Regions from separate parts of the Sus scrofa genome. Here all the other regions are linked to region 3. Evidence: chromatin contacts called from public Hi-C data. All regions are on one chromosome and are shown on one strand. Each heading gives the region's core, a stretch centred on a gene start, on an enhancer-like site or on the middle of the called end of the contact. The rest is flanking DNA. Distances are from core to core; before and after follow the strand shown.

What was found. Hi-C and Micro-C count contacts between places; a contact is called where the count stands out from the background.
Region 1: a Hi-C map of subcutaneous adipose tissue shows a contact between it and region 3, with 2.0 times the contacts expected there. The contact joins the promoter of PLPP1 here to the enhancer-like site in region 3. A contact is called at or near these places in 4 of 47 Hi-C or Micro-C datasets (heart right ventricle, psoas muscle, skeletal muscle and 1 more) and 1 of 2 datasets of contacts at active chromatin or transcription factors (skeletal muscle).
Region 2: a Hi-C map of subcutaneous adipose tissue shows a contact between it and region 3, with 1.8 times the contacts expected there. The contact joins two enhancer-like sites. A contact is called at or near these places in 7 of 47 Hi-C or Micro-C datasets (embryonic fibroblasts, heart right ventricle, liver and 3 more) and 1 of 2 datasets of contacts at active chromatin or transcription factors (skeletal muscle).

Annotation. Positions count from the first base shown.
Region 1 is chr16:34,740,055-34,743,691 of Sscrofa11.1, reverse strand. PLPP1 (phospholipid phosphatase 1) reads left to right here and starts at 2,168. Exons shown (of 6, transcript XM_013984779.2): 1 at 2,168-2,213. The coding sequence starts at 2,183. It overlaps SLC38A9 (sodium-coupled neutral amino acid transporter 9), which reads left to right. Exons shown (of 16, transcript XR_002339779.1): 14 at 2,102-2,213.
Region 2 is chr16:34,760,279-34,764,059 of Sscrofa11.1, reverse strand. The region is part of intron 13 of SLC38A9 (sodium-coupled neutral amino acid transporter 9); the gene reads left to right. Among named protein-coding and RNA genes, the nearest start is that of PLPP1, 21 kb to the right of the region's middle. Within about 2 kb of position 1,834, at least 26 of the 83 cell types and tissues checked have an H3K27ac peak or open chromatin away from gene starts, as enhancers often do. A contact at or near this core is called in subcutaneous adipose tissue, where this site is marked.
Region 3 is chr16:34,830,115-34,834,218 of Sscrofa11.1, reverse strand. The region is part of intron 2 of SLC38A9 (sodium-coupled neutral amino acid transporter 9); the gene reads left to right. Among named protein-coding and RNA genes, the nearest start is that of SLC38A9, 27 kb to the left of the region's middle. Within about 2 kb of position 2,233, at least 5 of the 83 cell types and tissues checked have an H3K27ac peak or open chromatin away from gene starts, as enhancers often do. A contact at or near this core is called in subcutaneous adipose tissue, where this site is marked.

The DNA of each region.
Region 1 (3,637 bases), core at 919-3,418, 90 kb after region 3:
ACATCTGAATTGTGGTGGACTCTTACAAAACGATTATCCTGGACTCTTCAAAAATACCAATGTCATATTTTTTTAAAAAAGCAAGGGACCTATTCTTGACGAAAAACTAGAGAGACATGACAGCTAAGTGCCAATGCATGATCCTTGATTGGAGCCAGACTGAAAAAATATATAGCCATAAAAGACATCATCAGAACTATTGTGTGCTTGTGTCTGGGTGTGTGTCTGCATGTATAGGAAGAGACAGAAAGAAAAACAAATGTGACAAAATGCTAACAATTAGTAAGCCTAGGTGAAGTATATATAGATCTTTTTAAAAAAAAATTTATTATAGTTGATTTACAATGTTCTGTCAATTTCTGCTGGACAGCAAAATGACCTAGTTATACATATATATACATTCTTTTTCTCACATTTGCCTCCATCATGTTCTATCACAAGTATATACGGCTCTTTTTTAAAAAAATGATTTTTATTTTTTCCATTATAGTTGCTTTTCAGTGTTCTGTCAATACATGACTCTTCATCATACTGTTTTCTCAACTTTGCAGTAGGGTTTAAATTTTTCAAAACAAGTTTAGAACTGTAGTGTGGTCTTGTGGGGGATGAATGGCAGTAAGAAGGAGAAGATGGCATGAACAGACTGGCAGGGACCAGGGGAGGCTTGGCAGTCCCAGTCAGCCCTGGACCAGGTCCCAGTCCCAGTGAAAAAGCAAGAACCAAAAAGACAAGGCAGGCAGACTGACCACAAACATAGGCAGGGAACCTACAGCTTAGTGCACACCTGGGTCAATCCCATCATCTGGGGGCCAGATGTGGTTGCAACAGGCAAATTCCAGACCCACTAATAAGCAAAGAACTCCCAATAATGCCACGTGTGGCCTGCGGAGGCTCAGGACTGGGAAATGCTGAATGAGCAAGTGCTTGGCCGTTGTTCCAGAGGCCAGACAGGATTGAAGCCAGCAGGAACCGACATGTCTGCCTGTTGTTGGCCGAGAAGCCCAAAAGCCCGAGGTTGGGGTGAGACCTCATTAGGAGACAGGGACCTAACTGGGTTATGTTTGCTCTTAACTGGTTGAATTTTGCTTTACCAGATTAAGTTACTGATTAAGCCCGCAGATGTCCCCCACACACACTTTCTTTTGTCTTCTATTCTCTATTTCGTAATTCTTTCTGGCTGTTGCTGTTCCTCTTTTGGTTTTATGCCATTATGATGTGTGGGAAACATTAGGAGACGTCTCTACAGCATCTTAAAATGCCTGAGTACAGAGATGAAAAAAAAAAAAAACCCAAAGCTACCAAAGCTAGTTTTGGACTCAGTACTGTAATGTGTCATTTCCAAAGGTCAGGGAGCTGAATGCTAAAGTGACCAAATTTCTAGGCCCTCTGGATTTGTCATCTTTTGGCATTTCCATGAGTTTTCTGGCCCCTATAGGAATTGCTGATTTCTCTTTCCCGACTCTCTTTTAATCCGAGCTGTCCTAAGCAGAGCTTCCTCAGTTCTGGACAGGACTAGCAGTTCAGCCCTCTCCTCTCTAAGGCTCCCGAGTTTTCTTCGCCTGTATGTGGAGATGTACAGTTCGGAAGGTCAGCCAGGGGTTGGTGTGACAGATCCAGCCAAGGGCCTTGCTCATTTTCCAGCATTCGGCTCAGAAACAAAGCAGCCACGACAAGTATTGCCAAGACCATGTGTTGGGAGCCAGGAGTAGATGAATCCCCGGTGTGAGTGAGGAAAACAGCCACTGAGTTTGCTATGCCTGTGATTAACATGCAGGATTCAGCTGGGAGAAGGCACCTCCTAAGAAACCTTAGCATTTACAGATGTGGATTCAAGCAAACCCCAGTGGTTTTCAATCTCAATCTCTTTCTCTCTTGTGCTCACTCTCCCTTTCCTTTAGCAGCAAATCCCTACTTTCAGGTATAGATTTTAGACAAGAAGCAACACACAAAAGAGAGAAGAACTCAGCCTAATTTTTGTGGGGGCTGCAGAATCTATGTGGCCCCTCCCGCAGTCACCCCAGGATAATTTCAGGGTAGTGTCTGGCCCCCGGGAATCCAGGGTTTGAAGACTGTTGCTTTGATCTGTTTTCCCCTCACACAGAGGGAATATGGCATCTTCTCGATCGTGACTCCTCGGGTGCTTCTCAAACAACACCTCTCCACCAGTCCCTGAACTGTTTTCATGCTTCAACACATACCAAGAAATTCATCAGGTAAGATTTGTTGTATTTCTTTTGTAAACGTTGGAAAGTGTTCTTCGATGGAAAATGAATCTAATGATAACTCATGATATCTCCCCAAAAAAGAGCATTGGCCTGAACTTCATGGATTTCATTCTCCTAGAAAAAAATGCAAGTGTGGTCACATGGTTTCATTTCCATGAGGCCAAGCAGCAGTATCATTCTCAATTCCTTCACGGGATGGGAGACCTCAGAGTGTGGCTCTCCTCACCAGGTCTATTGCTTTGGCTTTGTGTTAACATCTTGGATGGAACTGAACTTGCTTCATTTTTTGATTATTACACATTGTATTAGCTTTCTTTTCCTGCCATTGACTGCTAGTTACATCTATGATCTCAAACGTCATGGGATAGAAAACTGTGGGAAAGTTCATTTTTGAAGCAATGGAACGTTCCCAAATGTGAGAATAACACAGCAACCTATGATGGGAAAGGCCACTACATAGCTTTATTACATCAGTTATCACAATTGCAAAGACCCTTGGGATGGAAAAATTTTTATAAGATTACCAGTCATCCCAAAAGAACGAAGCGCTTTTAGTCATCCATTTTGAGTTTGTTTGGCTCACTCCTCAGCTACCTCGTTAGTTTTCATTTTATTTCACCAGTGGTTGGACTGTATTTCCCTAGGCCATGCCAGTCAGAAGGCTGTACACTCTAAGTATACAAATAGTGATGATCCTGTTTTTGTCCTTACCTCTGGTCTCCCATCAATGTCCCTTCTGAGAGCCCCCAAAGAGCATCTCACCTGGAAACACCAAAAAGTTTGGGACCACCTTGGGCTGCTACCACTGTCTTCCCCATCCTGTCCCTCTCCAGTGATGTCACCTGCCCAGTCCTGCCCTACCCTGGCAGCTGTGTGAAGGAGCCTCAAGGCTGCCTCCACTGTGCGCAGTCAGTAATTCCTCCAGGTACATTGCCACTGCCACCACCTCTGATACACCAGGGCTTTCGGTGTACCAGTGTGCAGATGAATGTTCTAGAGGTCATGAAGGGTGGGGACAAGATGGGAGAAAGTCTTCTCGCCCTTTCATGTAGCTGTATGAATGGAATGCTGAGGCAGGACTGCCTTTCATCCAGCATCTTGGAGTTTGTTGTTGTTGTTGTTGTTGTAAATGGAGATAAGGTTTGTTTTATAAGGTTGTTTTGAGAATTTTTTTATGGCCACACCCACAGCATATGGAAGTTGCCGGGCCAGGGGTTGAATCTGAGCGGGAGCTGCAGCAATGCTGGATCTTTAACCCACTGCACTGGGCCAGGGATTAAACATGCACCTCAGCAGCAACCTAAGCTGCCGCAGTTGAATTCTTAACCCACAGTGCCACAGCACAAACTCCATCTTGAAGTTTTTTTGGGTTTTTTTGGTCTTTTTGCCATTTCTTGGGCCGCTCCCACGGC
Region 2 (3,781 bases), core at 585-3,084, 70 kb after region 3:
AGATCCAAGCCATAGTCTGCGACCTACCCCGCAGCTCAAGGCAATGCCAGATCCTTAACCCACAGAGCAAGGTCAGGGATCAAACCTGAATCTTCATGGATACTAGTCAGGTTCATTACTGCTGAGCCACAACAGGAATTTTGAAGTATGCTTGGTTTACAATGCTGTGATAATTGCTGCTGTACAGCCAAGTGCTTCAGTTATATGTGTACTCACAGAAACTTAATTTATTTAATCTACATTACAAACTCTGAAACAACTCTCTGGTCTACAAGTTGGAAAACACCAACCTAGAGAATAAAGTAGAAATGCTTTCACTTGGTATCCAAGGTTTTTTTAAATTAGTCTTCATACCTTTCCAGCTTCACACAAGATATGAACTCTGGTTTTCAAGTTGAATATGGGTGTTAAAATATCCAGAACTTGTAGGAACACGGGATATTGATGTATTACCTCGTACAGATCAGGGCTATTTAGTCCTAGTTAGTCCTGATTTTTTTGGTGAAACCATGATTATGTTACATGTATACAAATAAAAAGTTAAGGAGATATCCTCCTCCTCAGCTCTTTCCTCAGTCTAAGCCCGAAGGAGGTTTACCTGAGTTCTTTACACATTGCAGTAGTCAGGGTTCTCAGAAAAATAGAGCCCATAAGAGATAGAGATAGAGGGAGATTTAAGGAATTGATTCATAAGATTGTAGAGGTTGGCAAGTTCAAAATATGCCAGGCAGGCTGGCAGGCTGGAGACCCAGGAAAGAGCTGACATCACAGCTCGAGTCTGAAGGCAGTCTGCTGGCAGAATTCCCTCTTCCTCAGGATGTCAGTCTTAAGACTTCCAACGACTGAGGGAGGACCACCCACACTATGGTGGGTGATTTGCTTTACTCAGAATCTATTGATTTAAGTGTTAATCTCATCTATAAAAGAACCTCACAGCCACATCCAGACGTGTTTGACCAAGTATTTGGTACCAGAGCCTAGCCAAGATGACACAAACTTAGCCATCACGCTCAGCAAATTAGAAACAGTAATAGCAAGTTACAGACAGTTTCCCCCTCCCTTTTTTGTCAGTTTTCCAGGAATTTTTTAAGGCTTATAAATGTCCAAGTGATGCTGGCTATGCCATGTTAAGAGATAGTACGTCATGTGATAGGAGTTCCAGCAGGCAGCAGCTCTGAAACACTGAGGGATTAGGCCCAAGTGGGACAGCTAGGGACAAACCAGCCCTGGGACTAGGAGTGAGGTGCCTGAAGGGATCCTCTGCTCAGGTCATTGCTCAAGGTGCTGGGCCTTCACAAAGCAATTCGAATCCCTGTCCATTGGGCCTAGCACCTTCCAGGCCTCAGCCTAAGCCCAAATGCAGTGTCAGGTTGTCTGGGTGACAACTCTCCCATGAAACACTCACAGCTGCTTTAATTATAGTTGAGATTACTCTATTTTTTTCACATTTCCTGGTCATTCTGAGGTTTCCTTTATTTGTTTAGCAGTCAAAGGCCAAGTCTAAATTACCTCAGACAACTCTGCTCCTCTGAATCCTGATTTGAAATCTTGGTGCAGGTATATTTTATTGTTTCTCTATGTCCTTACATAGTTCTCTTGGTTCTTTTGTTTCTGGTGACTTTTTGCCTTGTAGCTGGAGCATGAATAATGCTCTGTGGTTCATCAGATGTAGCCTGCTGCAGAAATTGTTTTCGTTTACCATGTTAACTGAAAGGGATTCTCTGAGAAAGAAAGCTAAGGTTTGGAAAGGTTCCAGGGCTCCTCCACCCTGACCGACTTCACTGGCCTCAGTACTGTACGGAGAGCAGCCAAACCACCTTCCCAGATCCTCAGTTGTTTGCAAATTGCCTATGGTTACTATTTTATCCTTAGCACCTGTTATCTTGTCAAACACAGATGGATACCAGGAAATACTTGCTGATGGAATGAATAAAATGCCTGGTAGAATAAAGAATTTGTTGCAACAAAGCAAACTACTAACAAAATAGATGAAAGTAAGAGTGAATATTTCTCTCAAATGTGTATGAGTAAAAACTATTTTAAGGTTATGCCGTGGAGGAAATCACATGGGGAAAAAAAAAAAGCTGTAGATTTGTCTACATAAAACTGTTAAACCCTACAGATCAAAAACATCATAAGCTACATTAAAAAATATCAAACTGGAAAAATATTGGCTACCTATATAGCATATAAATGTGGAAGTAAATAAGAGGGGGAAAAAATTGAAGATTCAATTCAAAAATGGGAAGAACATAAAAATTCACAAAAGAGGAAGTACAAATGACTAACAGTCATAAAATAGGAAAAACTATCTTCTAACAACCAGTATTAACAAAAAGAAAAGAAAAACAGCTGTTGCAGTATTCATTACTGACAAGAGTACAGTCGATTGGGCACGCTCCTTCATATTTGGCTCTTGATCTTCAAAGCTGAGTTTCTAAAACTCAAAACTCGGCGTTGAAACAGTTTCTTTCTCTGCATTCTAGCCGTTTGGACCCTACCCTAGTAGTGGTACAAAACGAAAGCCCTCACTGCTGCTGAAATGATGGAAGAGGGGTAAGAGTACAAAGAATTGAAAACCAAAATAGATTAATATTAAAGCATTATTCTACTACAAGTAGGTAGAGATCAAATATTTGATTAATTTGAAGGGTGTGATCCACATGTAGTCCAACATAATCTCAGTCATGCATACCTTCAATGAAAGAATCATTAGTCACTGCAGATATTTGTGAAATTAGTTATACGTTGATCCTACTTTTTATTGGATATGGTTTCCCAAAGGTTCAGAATAATGGAATGAATTATCAACTCTGTCAGACAAATGTCTGGCTGACAAATGTCTGCCATGTCAGATAACATTTTTTCTTTCAAAAAAGAACAATCAGCTTATTCTAAGTAAATTTTAATAGAGATTTTATCATTAGCACTGGCCTCAAAATAGAAAATTACAAATCATGTGAATTTCAGAATCCTCCACCCTTTTTTTGCTTGCTAATCACAAACCACAATGTGAATTTCTGCAAGAGCAGGATGCCATGTCACAAAAGGTCAGCCTGGCTTCAGAATCTCTTCTTACTTTCCCTATGTGGAGGACAGATGTTTTTTGTTGAATCAGGACCATAATTTGCATCTGGTAGGACAATGGGCCATATTCTCTTCTCCTGTCCATACAGAGAACTACACTGACAACAGCAAGCTGCTCTGAAATAGAAGCAGAATTTGGCTTAGCCAGTACAAAATTCAGCTTGATTTTTAAAAGTAAATGATCCATTCAACATCTAGTCAGGAGCAATCCAGCTAGTGGATTTGGAAGATTCCTTTAAAATTTCTTGAAATTTTCCTTTGAAATGTCCAGCCCAGTATATGAAGTAATTCCAGCCTCTAATGAAATTCAGAGCCCTCTCTGGCTATAAAGAAGAACAAAAATGATTGTCTATATTGGATCCAGGACTTTCTTAGGCGGCAGATAATTTATTATTCTGCTTTATGTCCTGGTTTTCCCTCGGTGATTGATGTGTTCTCTTCTGTTTTCAGAAGGCTTTTCTAATATTCACCTTTCTTCAAAAGTGATCCTGAAAGATGAGTCAGAAGTTCCATACCTGCTTTCCATATGGGGAAGCTGGGGGCCAGAAAGGATAAGCAAATTTCCTACCAGGATAACAAAGAAACACTGGGTTCCCAAGTGGTTACATAAATCTAGTCGAAATGGAAATGAAACTTTTGCTTCCTTAGGTTATTTCTCCTGTTTGTTTAAAATTAAGTTCTTTCCATTTTATTA
Region 3 (4,104 bases), core at 984-3,483:
TTGATCCTTGGCCTGGGAACTTTCATATGCTGCACGTGTGGCCATAAAATTAAAAAAGAAAAAAAGAAACTGACTTAAAATCAAATATTTAAAAATTATGGAGGTACTTGAAATTTAGGGATCTTGTTAAAAGCCTAATGGATGACTGTAGTTCGAAGATAGAGAATTGATGTAGGAGTTCCCCTTGTGGCTCAGCAAGTTGGTTAAGGACCCAGCACTGTCTGTGAGAATGCAGATTTGATCCCTGGCCTTGCTCAGTGGGTTAAGGATCTAGCTTGCTGAAAGCTGTGGTGTAGGTTGCAGATTACTCCTTGGATCTGGTGTTGCTGTGACTGGCGTAGGCCTGCAGCTGCAACTCTGATTCAGCCCTTAGCCTGGGAACTTCCATATGCTACAAGTGTAGCCATTAAAAAAAAACTGATGTAAAAACGATGTATTCAGATTATGTATCTTTGGCTGGCCTATTATTTTTTAGTCTTAGTCTGAAATTGTCTCCAGAAGTCTATTACATAATTTTTCTATGATTTCTTGTGTTAGGATTTCTTCTTGCAATCTTTTCTCTACCTTTGTCATAAGGTATGTTTTCAAAGGTCTTTTACATATTAAAAGATAAGTAAATATCTTAACATTTTAAGTTAGGAAATATGCTTTCTAAAGAATAACATAGGAAGTTATTTTGGTGCTATACTTATAAAAAAGGCCCCACTCATTTGCAACGTCCACCAACCAGGAATGGTTAAATAAACTGTATTTTCATGTAATGAAATATTATACAGTTCTGAAAATGAACAGCCTACTGCTGCACACAAGAATATGGAAGAATCTCAGAAAGATAATGTCAACAAAAGAAGCTACACAGAAAAATACATATTGTGTGATTCTTCTTTATGTAAAGTTCAAAAGCGAGTAAAACTGATTTCATGTGAGTGTGCACCTGTGTGTGTGTATGCGAGTCTACACACATTTGAAAATATACTAGACTATTAACTGATTTAACTTCTGTATTACCCCGAATATAAACAATGTACAACCTTTTCTTTTTGGCTATACCCACAGCATACGAAAGGAAGTTCCTGGGCTAGGGATCCAACCTGAGCCACAGCAGTGACAACACCAGATCCTTAACCTGCTAAGCCGCCAGGGAACTACAACGATGTACTGTTTTAATAATGAGAAAAATGTTATTCAGAAAATACAACATTCCTTTAATTTAGGATAAAAATAGTGTATCCAAAATGAAAAACACATTTTCTTACAATGTTTGAATCACCTGTGCATCTATGGAATGATACAAATTAACTTTTTTCTCTTCTGAGAGGAAGTTATATTTTGTTCTGCTTTTGTTGTGTAAAGAAGGTTCTAGAAAACAAAACCCAGAAACATAAAGAAATACAATTTTATCACATAGAGGCAAGTGTTGTTAAAACATTTTGGTATAATTTCTCTTGTCCTTTTTTGATCTTTTTTATTAGATCACATTATATCCAATGTAATGTGCTGCTTTTTCAATTTAAATTTCTGTTACGTGTTGTTGTTACTTATTCCCTAGTTGTCTGCCTTCCTTCCTTCCTATCCTTCTCTGCTTTCTTCCTTTCCTTTTGTTCTTCTGTTCCTTCCTTTTGTCGGTAAATATTCAATAAAGTCCTGTTGGTGCCAGATACTTTGGAAAAGGAGATAGACACTCAGCAGAAAAAAAAAAAAAAAAAAAAAAAAAAGATGGGGGAAACACTAAGATGAGAGGTTATAAATACTTATTTGTAATATATATGTAATATATGTTATATATACAAACGCATTTTATTTTTTCTTTTTAATTCAGTACTTATTTTTTCTTAGAAAAAAATATCGATTTAACCCATCCTGAACCAGCATTATCAAGAGCAATCATATTCTCACAAGTAACAGTGCTGTAGGGTTTGGCTAAGTCCAGCCAGGGGTAGAATGAGGTCATTTTTGGTACTGACGGTGGCTAGGTGCTTTGGGAGTTTCTGTGCAGACATTGCTCTGTGTGAGAACATTCAGTAGTCTAGGGCAGGAGTTAACAAACTTTTTTTCTGTAAAGGACCAGATAGTCACTATTTTAGGCTTTGGGGGCATATGCACTCGATTTTGTCATTGTTGGGTGAAAGCAGCCACTAGACAATACATAATTGCATGGGTCACTTATGAAACAGACCATGGGCCAGGTTTGTCCTCTCTGGCCGTAGCGACCAACTTCTAGTCTCCAGGGAGAGACTCTGGACTCAGGAATAAACAATCGTAGGGACTGGTACTTCCTACTGCTGTGGCCCCTAGGGTACGTCTGGAGAAATTAAAAAAAGCACGGGTCACTCACCTTAAATTCACCCCACCCTCACTGTTGCTTCTATTAAAAATGTTCCCATCAAAATTGTTCTAATTAAAATAGCCTTTTGGGCAACAAAACAATCTCCAGCCTCTCCCTGAACCTCGTGCACTTAAAGCAAATGTGGAGTTCTTTGGCAAGATCATCTAGGGATTTTTTTTTTAATTTTTTATTGACGTATAATTGATTTACAATGTTGTGACATCCAAGGATTTTTAACTGCCATAAAATAGCGACTGAGGCTAAGAATGATAAATAAGGGGAAAGTACCAGGTTTCAAGGAATAGTAGAAAGATTTACAATAGAAGTTATCCTTAATAATCACTGAAATGCCTCCAGAAGTTTTATTATAAGCATTTTCCATATTAAGAATTATTTCTTAATCATTTTAAATAAATATATATTATTTAAATGTACCATAATTTAATAATGTTTTTTAAGCTGCTTACAATTTTTTTTTTCTTTTTACGGATGCACCTGCGGCATATGGAAGTTCCCAGACTCAGGGTCAAATCAGAGGTACAGCTGCCAACCTATGCCACAGCCACAGCAATGCTGGATCCGAGCTGCGTCTGACTTCCGCCACAGCTCACGACAACACTGGGTTCTTAAGCCACTGAGCAAGGCCAGGGATTGAACCTGCATCCTCATGAATACCAGTCAGGTTTGTTTCCACTGAGCCACAACGGAAACTCCCCAATATTAATTATTGTAAATGATCCTTTTTTTACTTTTTAAAAATTACAGTCGATTCACAATGTTGTGACAATTTCTGCTGTACAGCAAAGTAACCCAGTCATACATATATGTATATATATATGTCCTTTTTCTCATATCTTCCCCCATTGGGTCCTATCCCAAGAGATTAGACACAGTTAAATGATCCTATGGTTAGCAGATTTCTACATACCACATTTATACCATTTTTTTGATTCCTTCTAATAGCCTCAAAAGGATAATTATTAGAATAAAAGTATGTAAAACACAATTATGGCTCTTGATATATATAGCCACATTGTTTTCTAGAAAGGTTATTCCACTTTACACTTCCACCAGCAATGTATGAAAGTTCCTGTTTCAAAATCCCCTTTCTAGCACTATTTATTTTCTTTTTTTTCTAAAATATCTCTTACATTTCATTTATAAAACTTTCCTGTATGTAAAAGTTAGCTGATAAGAGCTAGTTGGCAGCAGGTTTCATGTTGGACTCCTGTCTTTATCAGTTTATTATTCTGAGACTGGTCTGCAAACTAACATGCCATACAACCACAATAGTTTCTCTTCAGACTACTACAGTATTTTCCATCTGGGGTGAGAATACAACCTTCTCCACCTGAAAGGCCAGTTTGTGTAGACCTTTGTCAGTAGTGTCTTTCTGGTGGCAAAGCAGTAGTTCTCTTAGCTCCTTTACCTTTCCTGAGAACCACAATAAAGGCTTCTAAGGCTTGATAAGTAGTATTCCTTTCTCTTTTTTTCTTTTTATATATTTTTTTTTATTTTTTATTGGAGTATAGTTGATTTACAAGGTTGTGTTAGTTTCAGGTGTATAGCAAAGTGATTCAGTTATCCATACACATATATCCATTCTTTTTCAGAATCTTTGCGCATATAGGTTATTACAGAATATTGAATAGAGTTCCCTGTGCTATAAATAGGTTCTTGTTGATTATCTGTTTCATATATGGTAGTGTGTATATGAAAATCCCAAACTCATAATTTATCCCTTCCCCCACACTTTTCCCTTAGTTAACCATAAGTTT